3 separate regions of the Mus musculus genome follow, and all the other regions are linked to region 3. The links are chromatin contacts, called in public HiChIP or PLAC-seq and promoter capture Hi-C maps. All regions are on one chromosome and are shown on one strand. Each heading gives the region's core, a stretch centred on a gene start, on an enhancer-like site or on the middle of the called end of the contact. The rest is flanking DNA. Distances are from core to core; before and after follow the strand shown.

Region 1 (2,700 bases), core at 144-2,643, 260 kb after region 3:
AATCATGGGATTCCGAGATCATCAGAGCAATAGGATCACTCCGTCTCCAGGGGAGCACAAGGCAAGAGCCAGAGCGGGACTGTTCTTCAGTCAAGGGGCAGGGGTTGCTGCCTCTCTCAGTAGAGGCTTTTTCTCAGAAATGGCTTCCTGGTCTGACAGTCCATAGATGAGGAACACCGCTGTCCTGCAGGCTACACACTACCATTCTCTCTAGCCTCTCCATGACACAGAAGGAAAGGAATAGGGCTAGCAAGTCAGACAACAGGCAAGACTTGTCAGCCATAAACCTGACACAGCTCAAGGGAGCACGGAAGAGCCACAGCAAGCAATTGTGCTCTTGACCTCATTTCCCCTGTAACACCCACATCCAACGCTGTGCTCCTGAACGCGTTGCTGGGAGCAGGAGCAGAGCCCAGACTCCCCCTCTTCGAGCTCTCTTGCCCTCACCCAGAGTTCTTCCTGTCTGAACACCTCCTTGAAACTTCAGTTGGAATCCCAGAATTTGTCTAAACACAGAAAATACAGGATCACACGTGGCGTGATTGCTACGACCTAGAAAGCAAAAGGGGGTATCCACCACCATCTACCCTCCCTCCCAAGAGGCAGCCCTTAGCCCCAAGCCCTCCAGGAACAATCCGCACGCATCTGGGCACTCACACCCAACACTGCAGTGCTTCTCCGCAGCATTCCTTCACAGACACACACCGGACATTGACTGCTCCGGAGCAGCCGCAACCTCAACCTGCTCGGGGGTGGAGAGTCTACCTTGCACGCTCAGGCCCTGCATGGTTCAGCAAATCAAAAAGTGCCCTCATTTTCCAGAGGAACTGAGGCTGTGGAGGGAAAGGACCAGCCTCAGGGTCCTCAGTTCCTCAGCATCAGGAAAGCCCCATGAGCCCTAGCGTTCCCCAAAAGGACAGAGCCTGGGATCTGACCAGGGCTATGGATGCTACTGGTCCAGCAAGCTTGTGAGCACTGGGGTCCCAAGGGCAGGTCCCTGTGTGAGCAAGTGAAAGCTGCCACCCCCTCCCCCTACTAGGCTGGAGCATCAATCTTCAGGGACATGGGGGTGGGAAGTAGTGGTCAGCCCTGAGCCAATCCCATGCTTGCACTAGCAGCTCCTTAGGAAGCCCATGGGATCTGTAGAGAATCTGGTGGGTGTGCTGGTCTCCGCCCAACCAGGAAAGGGTTTGGGGTGGCAGCAAGCAGAGGCAGGGGGTGAGCTGCCTTTTAGTAACTGAAAGACCTAGCCAGACCCAGTTGGGGTCAGGAGGGCAAGAGGGCAGGGAGGAGTTCTTCCCTAAAAAGGGATTCCACAGACTGACTGAAGTGGGAGGAACCAGGCAGGCCCTCACTTATATGCTCTCAGAGTCCCACTGAGCATATGCAGATGAGTCTGTCTGTATGCAGATGAGTCTGTCTATATGCAGATGAGGAGAGAAGGCATTCTCTTCTCTGGGTTACCATAGAGCCTGTCACCCCCTCCCTTTCCCTTTGGGTTCCAGCTGCAGGGTAGCTTGGGAAAAAGGCTAGCCCCTAGGGAGGGGCAACTTACAAATAAAAGGTTAGACTTCAGGAAGGACTGACCAAAGGAAAAAACTAATCAGTCTGGGGAGGAACTAGAGATGGAAGAGAATATAGAGAGGTTTCTGAATAGGTGAGACCAAACCATGCCCTACGGAACCGTGAAAGAACAACCCAGGCTCTAAGTTCACAGACGGGCAGAAAGCTCTTGGACACACAGGCTAGCAGAGGAAAGGGCCCCAGAGAGCAGCTGTGCTGATCTAGTGCCATCCTGGTCCCTCACAGGTCACTGGCTCCTGACCTCAGACCCTTCACAGACAGGCCTGGGGCTCCTGCAGGTCACATAGATCCCAAATAGCAAGTCCCTGGCCACTGATTTGCAACAACTTAGGCTATGGTGGGCAGGTTGGAATGACAGTTCCTGCATAGGTCTTAGGACTTCCGTCAGGGGATAGGGGCAGAGACATCAAGAGGGGAGAGAACACCAGGGCCTGGGGAAACTGAGACCCAGAAATGCTAAGAAAGTTGCCTCTTCTTTCAGCTGATTTAAGCCAAGTTGGGCCTGAGCCCAGGGCTTCTCCTAGGAGTGTAGAGGCCTTTGGAAAAATCTCACTTTTCCTCGGGTGGCCCGAGTTCCCTTTTCCACCCCCACCCCACCCCCCACCATTCAATGGTGTAGCCAAGGCCTTTGTGGAGAGGCCCTGGGGAAGAGAGGGCCCTTGTCATCCATTCATCTTGCAGGAGGCTTGGCCCATGCCAGACTCGCTGGACTCTCCTTCCTGGGAGGTGCCAGGCAACCCCCACCTCCCCTCGTGGCTGCTCCCCCACTTCTATCATTTCCTGGGGCCTCAGGGGTTTGGCTGTGATCCCAGCCAAAAGATGGTGGGGAGTCCCACCTCCCACACTTCCTCATTCACACACTGGCACCAGACCTGTGGGAACGCCGGACAGCAGCTGGGCATTGGTGCCCGGCTCTCCCCTCAGCCCACAGACCTTAGAGAAGGCACGAGGAACAGGGCCTTCCCCCCCTGCGCTGTCCTCAGCACTGATTGTGAATCTGGGTACAAACAAGGCCTGTAACCTGGATAGTAACAGACCTTTCCCAGGAAACCTTCTGACAGGCATATATTCTGGGTCACCTTAACCCTCCCCATAATTCTGCTCTGCTCGAAGCTC
Region 2 (2,700 bases), core at 103-2,602, 280 kb after region 3:
GCTTCCTGGCACAGTTCAAAGTCTCCCTTAGCCCTTTATGTCCCCATTGCTGGGAAAGGGCAGGGTGAGGTGGGGACAGCCTGTCAACAGCTCAGCGGCAGAAAGTGGGTTTAATAGCCTTGTTGCTTTTTGCATGCCCTTCAAACAGACATTTTCCCTCACTCCTTTTTGGTGTTTGTTTGTTTGTTTGTTTGTTCGTTTGAGACAGAGTTTTGTTAGCTCAATCTGGTCTCAGATTCACAGTGTGGCTGAGGCTGGTTTTGAACTCCAGATCATCCCTCCTCCACTACTGGAGCACTGAGATTACAGGCACAAACCATCACCCCCAGCTTCTTCCTGGCACTTGGATGAGGAACTGGAACTAGAGAAGGTTGACTTGGGCATTAGAGGGAGGGGCAGTGTGCTTGGTCCCAGATGTCCAGTGCCTCAGTTACAACCTCGAAGGAAATGCTCTGTCTCCATGAGGGGGTTAACTCCCTGTCCAGAACCTTGTCAGGAGGCAAATGGTCAGTGGTCAAGTTTATGATGTGTAAGCGCTATTCTAGCTGTGCGATCCTTGGTGGGTGATAATGGGCACCCCGCAGCCACCTTAAACTGTGAGATGAGATAATAGTGCAGCACCGAGCACAGCCCTAGCCCGCCTCACACTGGCCTTGAAACTGGCAAATGGGTCCAGGGTCCTCTCACTCTCAAACCTGGAGTGTTTGTGCTGAAACCAATCTTCGACGCCTGAACATGTGGGAATTTCACACCTAGTTCTCCCTCGTCTCCTCTGGCACCCTACCTGGCAGTCCCACCAAGATTCTCTTTCCTGTGGTCAAGCTGGACTCCTAGACAAAGTCAAATTAGCCCCAACGGAAGGTGAGACAGTAGCTAACACTGGGGCCACTTACAACTGGATTGAAGCCCCAGCTCCCCTTACTGTCTGACCCTGACTCTGACTGAGCCTTACCTCTCCTCAGCCTGAGATAGAGCATGTGCCATCCCCAGCAGTGCCTGGAACAAGAGGGACACTAGAGAAAGGGGACTATTTTAAAGCCCCGGCAGTCATCTTGGTGGCAGGAGTACCCATCAACGCCCTTCCCTACACACCCGGGACTTAGAGGCTTTGCTTCCCACGCCCTCGCCCGCACTCACTTGGGTAGCGAAAGTAAAACTCGTTGTCCACGTTACTGTGGTTGCCCCAGTGCCACAGGGCAGCGTCGGTTTCGTGGTTGTACCGGACAAAGATAGCAAAGAGGAGGGCAGTGGCGCCTTGGAAGAGCAGGCACAGCAGCGGCAGGACCAGGCGCCGGTGGCGGGGAACGCGGGCCATGAACGCGGCTGTGTTCTCCCGGTCTCCGGCAGGGCAGTGCCGGCCAAGCTGACTCCTGCCACCGCAAAGGTGAGGCCCCGCCCCCCGGAGGCCGTGCTGCTCCTTGGGGAGCCCCACCCCTCAGCTCGAGGTTGGCAGGGATTAGCCCCGCAGGTCAGGTCCTGTTTCCCATGGCCCCGCTGAGGCACCGGTGATGTGTGAGCTTCCCCAACTGTGCCCCAGCTGCCAGAGGGTGGAGAGAGGGGGAAAGGTACTCGCCCCTTTAAACCTGGTGTGAGAGATTGGCATCCAAGAAGCTAGTATCCTTTAAAGGTCCTACCTGGTTTCCCTCGGTTAATAGGAAGGAATCGGATTAATGCTGAGATCTTCCGTTGCCTGGCTGTAGAGATAAACCAGATGGCCCCTCTCAGAAGCAGTTGCCTCTACCACTCTACCACCTTTGTTGTTGTTGTTGTTGTTGTTAAAGATGTATTTAGTTATTTTATGAGTACACTGCCATTCTTTTTAGACACACCAGAAGAGATCATCAGATCCCATTACAGATGGTTGTGAGCCATCAAGTGGTTGCTGGGAATTGAACTCAGGACCTCTGGAAGAGCAGTGGGTGCTCTTAACTGCTGAGCCATCTCTCGGGCCCCAGCCTCTACCACCTTAAGTTGAGCTGAGATTACAGCTCCAACAGCCATGGTCCCTGAAGGACTCTAGCCGGTAGGGACACTGGTACTCTTGGTTCTGAAACCTGCAGTCCACAGGTGCAGGGACAGTAGGATAGCTTGCTAACCCTCTGCTCATTGTCCAGTTCTTCCACTGTCTCAGCAGGGACCTGAGCCTCTGCCCCTGCCTTTTTTGTGGACTTGGGAGGACACCTGGATTCTAGCTGTCTGGTTTCCTGTGCCAAGGGTCCAGCCAGGCACATGAAAGACCAGAGATCAGCCTCTGGTGACACAGCTCCCAGCTGGTCCATGTGGGCCCTGTCCAGAGACTCTCCATCACTCTTCAGTCAGCAGGAAGGTTAAGCATAAAGACTCAGCATCTATGGGTCACCCCCTGCGGGGGCCATCTCCTGTCCCAGGTGTGACTCCTGAGCCCTGCTTGGTGTCAGTAGTTGCTTGGGTGGTTCCAGCAGGTCTGGGAGGAAGAGCCTTCTATACCCCCAGAACTAGAGAAAGGGGAAGAGAGAGCTGTGGTCTGATTTTAACCTCCTCTTAACTCCATACCTCCCTTCATCTACAACTCCTCCAGGGCCTGACTTCCCCCTTTTCTCTTCTTCATTCATTCACTCAATAAATACTCATGTAGTGTCTACCCTGGGCTAGGTCCTAGGGTTGGAACCAGATAGTCTAGTACAAGGATATAACGGGCTTAGGCCCTGAAGGTCCCAGCCT
Region 3 (2,700 bases), core at 13-2,512:
CCTGAACATCACAGTAGGGAGCATGGCAACAGGCAGGCGGTTATGGCACTGGAACAGCAGCTGAGAGCTCAGGTCTCAATGTACAAGCACAAGCCTGCCCCCAGTGACACACCTCCTCCAACAAGGCCATTCCTCCCAATCCTTTTTTTTTTTTTTTTTTTTTTTTTGGATTTTTGAGACAGGGTTTCTCTGTGTAGCTCTGGCTGTCCTGGAACTCACTCTGTAGACCAGGCTGGTCTCGAACTCAGAAATCCGCCTGCCTTTGCCTCCCAAGTGCTGGGATTAAAGACATGTGCCACCACTGCCCGGCCCCAATCTTTTTAAACAGGTCCTCCACCTGGGGAGCAAGCATTCAAATATTTGAGCCTGAAATATTGGTCCCTTGTAGAAAATCTACAGCTTCATTTCTTTCTTCGCCAAACTTCATGCTTAGCCACCAGGGGGCTCTCTTGAGAGCCGCGTAACTTCTTCACTAAATGACAAGAGGGATCGAACTTCAAAGGAGAAAAACTTTCCCTTGCTAGTCTCCTTTTCCTGGTGCGGGGTAGGGTAGGGTAGGACGTCCCTCTGCGGGTACGAACTGGGCATTGTGTCTGCTAACATTAACTGGGCAGGGGTACTGGCACAGGCATTTAATCCCAGCACTGGGGAAGCTATGGCAGGAGCGTCCCTGAGACCTGCCTGATCTACATAGCCATACCAACCATCTGAAGAAAAGGGGTGGTGGTGGTGTTTACTACCCAGGCTGGTGTCAATCCTACTTCAGCCTCCGGAGCACTGGCAGACTTCCCTCAGTACCAGTGGGCTCCTCTTTCTTCGGGCAGTGTTTCTTCGCAATGTTGCCTCTCTTGGGGGTGAGTATTTACTGTTATACACAAAACACTGCACCGTCCGTTTTTCCAACAGTTCACGAGGTTTCCAACACCAAGCCATTTTATAAATGAGGAGCTGAGTCCTAGAGGATTTGAGTAAGAGTGTAGAGAAAGGAGGTCCTGGGGCCCAGTTCTGTGCATCTTAGGGTGTTCTGGGCTGTCTGGCTGTATCTCAAGCCTCTTTCGGAAAATCACCCGCACCGGACGGGATCCCCGCCAGGGCGAGGCTACAATTTGATTCTTCTCTGCTGAGCTGGGATGATGCAGGGACCCGGGCTGTGTGTTGCACTGAACTCTAAAGGGTTAAGGCCTAGGGACCGCCCCTTTTCCGCCCGGCCGGCGGGAGTATGAATACCCTCGCTTCAGCTCGCTGCTGGAATCCTCCGCTTCCGCTGGGTCACTGTCGCCGCTACTCCCTTTCTCCCCCTTAAAAGCTCCAAGGGCCACTCCCTTCTCTAGTGCTCCACGTCCGCTTGCCCTCGGGGGGCCAGACCAGCGACATGGAGGGTTGCGTCGGGGAAGAATCTTTTCAGATGTGGGAGCTCAATCGACGCCTGGAGGCCTACCTGACCCGGGTCAAGACGCTGGAGGAGCAGAACCAGCTGCTCAGTGCCGAGCTTGGGGGACTCCGGGCGCAGTCCGGGGACGCCTCCTGGCGAGCCCGAGCCGACGACGAGCTGGCAGCCCTGCGGGTCCTCGTCGATCAGCGCTGGCGGGAGAAGCACGAGGCTGAGGTGCAGCGCGACAACCTTGCCGAAGAGCTGGAGAGCGTGGCGGGCCGGTGCCAGCAGGTGCGGCTCGCCCGGGAGCGGACCATCGAGGAGGCGGCCTGCAGCCGGCGCGCGCTCGAGGCGGAGAAGAATGCGCGGGGCTGGCTGAGCACCCAGGCTGCCGAGCTGGAGCGCGAGTTAGAGGCTCTGCGAGCGTCGCACGAGGAGGAGCGCGCGCACCTGAACGCCCAGGCCGCCTGTACGCCGCGCCGACCCCCCGCGCCGGCCCACGCATCCCCCATCCGGGCCCCTGAAGTCGAGGAGCTGGCCAGGCGCCTAGGCGAAGTGTGGCGCGGGGCGGTGCGTGACTACCAGGAGCGCGTGGCTCACATGGAGAGCTCGCTGGGCCAGGCCCGCGAGCGTCTGGGCCAAGCCGTGCGGGGCGCTCGGGAGAGTCGCTTAGAGGTGCAGCAGCTGCAGGCTGATCGCGACAGCCTCCAGGAGCGCAGAGAGGCGCTGGAACAGAGATTGGAAGGCCGCTGGCAGGACCGGCTGCAGGCCACTGAAAAGTTCCAGGTGAGGAGGGTCACCAACACGCCCACCCTGTCCCTGGTAAAACCAAGCCCTAGGAGGTACTTAGGATGGCAAGAGACCTTCAGGAAAGGGGTGGGGGCAAGGACAACTGTATTCAGGAGTCCTTGCTCAGAGCAAGCACAAGTCCTAGACTTCCCTGTCCAGACAGGCAGGATGGATGGAATTCTGAGACCTCCTAGCACAGCCCCCTTGAAAGGCCCGCAGGCCAATACCCACTGTAGCTGCTCCTCACTCTTTGAATGGCAACCCCTCTCTAGGGTGACTCCCTGTGCCCTTCACTATGCAGTTGTCAATCAGAAGGTGCCCAACACATGCTCTCTCCCCACCAGAAGGTTCCTAGCAACCATAGTGAAGGAAGGCAGTGTGAGCCACCGCAGACCACCAGCCCCTCTCTGTGTCAAGGCTTCTCAGCTCCCTGAAGCGCATTCCAAAGGCCTGGGGCACCCTCCCCCTCATATTGCACAGATGTGACCAACAGCTGAGAAAACAGCCTCTTGCCTGGCCCAGACAGAAGTCCCGACGTG

What was found. HiChIP or PLAC-seq counts read pairs in DNA pulled down with a chosen protein or histone mark. Capture Hi-C pulls out chosen DNA fragments and counts their contacts.
Region 1: a contact with region 3 is called in an H3K4me3 HiChIP or PLAC-seq map of embryonic forebrain, with 2.1 times the contacts expected there. The contact joins the enhancer-like site here to the promoter of Nes in region 3. A contact is called at or near these places in 1 of 39 promoter capture datasets (embryonic stem cells), 2 of 15 datasets of contacts at CTCF or cohesin (embryonic stem cells and large pre-B cells), 3 of 484 Hi-C or Micro-C datasets (cardiomyocytes, cortical neurons and rod photoreceptor), 7 of 115 datasets of contacts at active chromatin or transcription factors (bone marrow-derived macrophages, embryonic forebrain, embryonic hindbrain and 3 more) and 1 of 9 other capture datasets (liver).
Region 2: a promoter capture Hi-C map of pancreatic islet shows a contact between it and region 3. The contact joins the promoter of Rhbg here to the promoter of Nes in region 3. A contact is called at or near these places in 1 of 39 promoter capture datasets (embryonic stem cells), 1 of 15 datasets of contacts at CTCF or cohesin (embryonic stem cells), 4 of 484 Hi-C or Micro-C datasets (cardiomyocytes, cortical neurons and rod photoreceptor), 2 of 115 datasets of contacts at active chromatin or transcription factors (bone marrow-derived macrophages and pancreatic cancer cells) and 2 of 9 other capture datasets (liver and pancreatic islet).

Annotation. Positions count from the first base shown.
Region 1 is chr3:88,230,153-88,232,852 of GRCm38.p6, forward strand. No RefSeq gene overlaps it. Among named protein-coding and RNA genes, the nearest start is that of Gm25641, 16 kb to the left of the region's middle. Within about 2 kb of position 1,394, at least 72 of the 459 cell types and tissues checked have an H3K27ac peak or open chromatin away from gene starts, as enhancers often do. A contact at or near this core is called in cortical neurons and embryonic forebrain, where this site is marked.
Region 2 is chr3:88,253,332-88,256,031 of GRCm38.p6, forward strand. It overlaps Rhbg (Rhesus blood group-associated B glycoprotein), which reads right to left and starts at 1,353. Exons shown (of 10, transcript NM_021375.3): 1 at 1,138-1,353. The coding sequence starts at 1,315.
Region 3 is chr3:87,969,831-87,972,530 of GRCm38.p6, forward strand. Nes (nestin) reads left to right here and starts at 1,263. Exons shown (of 4, transcript NM_016701.3): 1 at 1,263-2,158. The coding sequence starts at 1,373.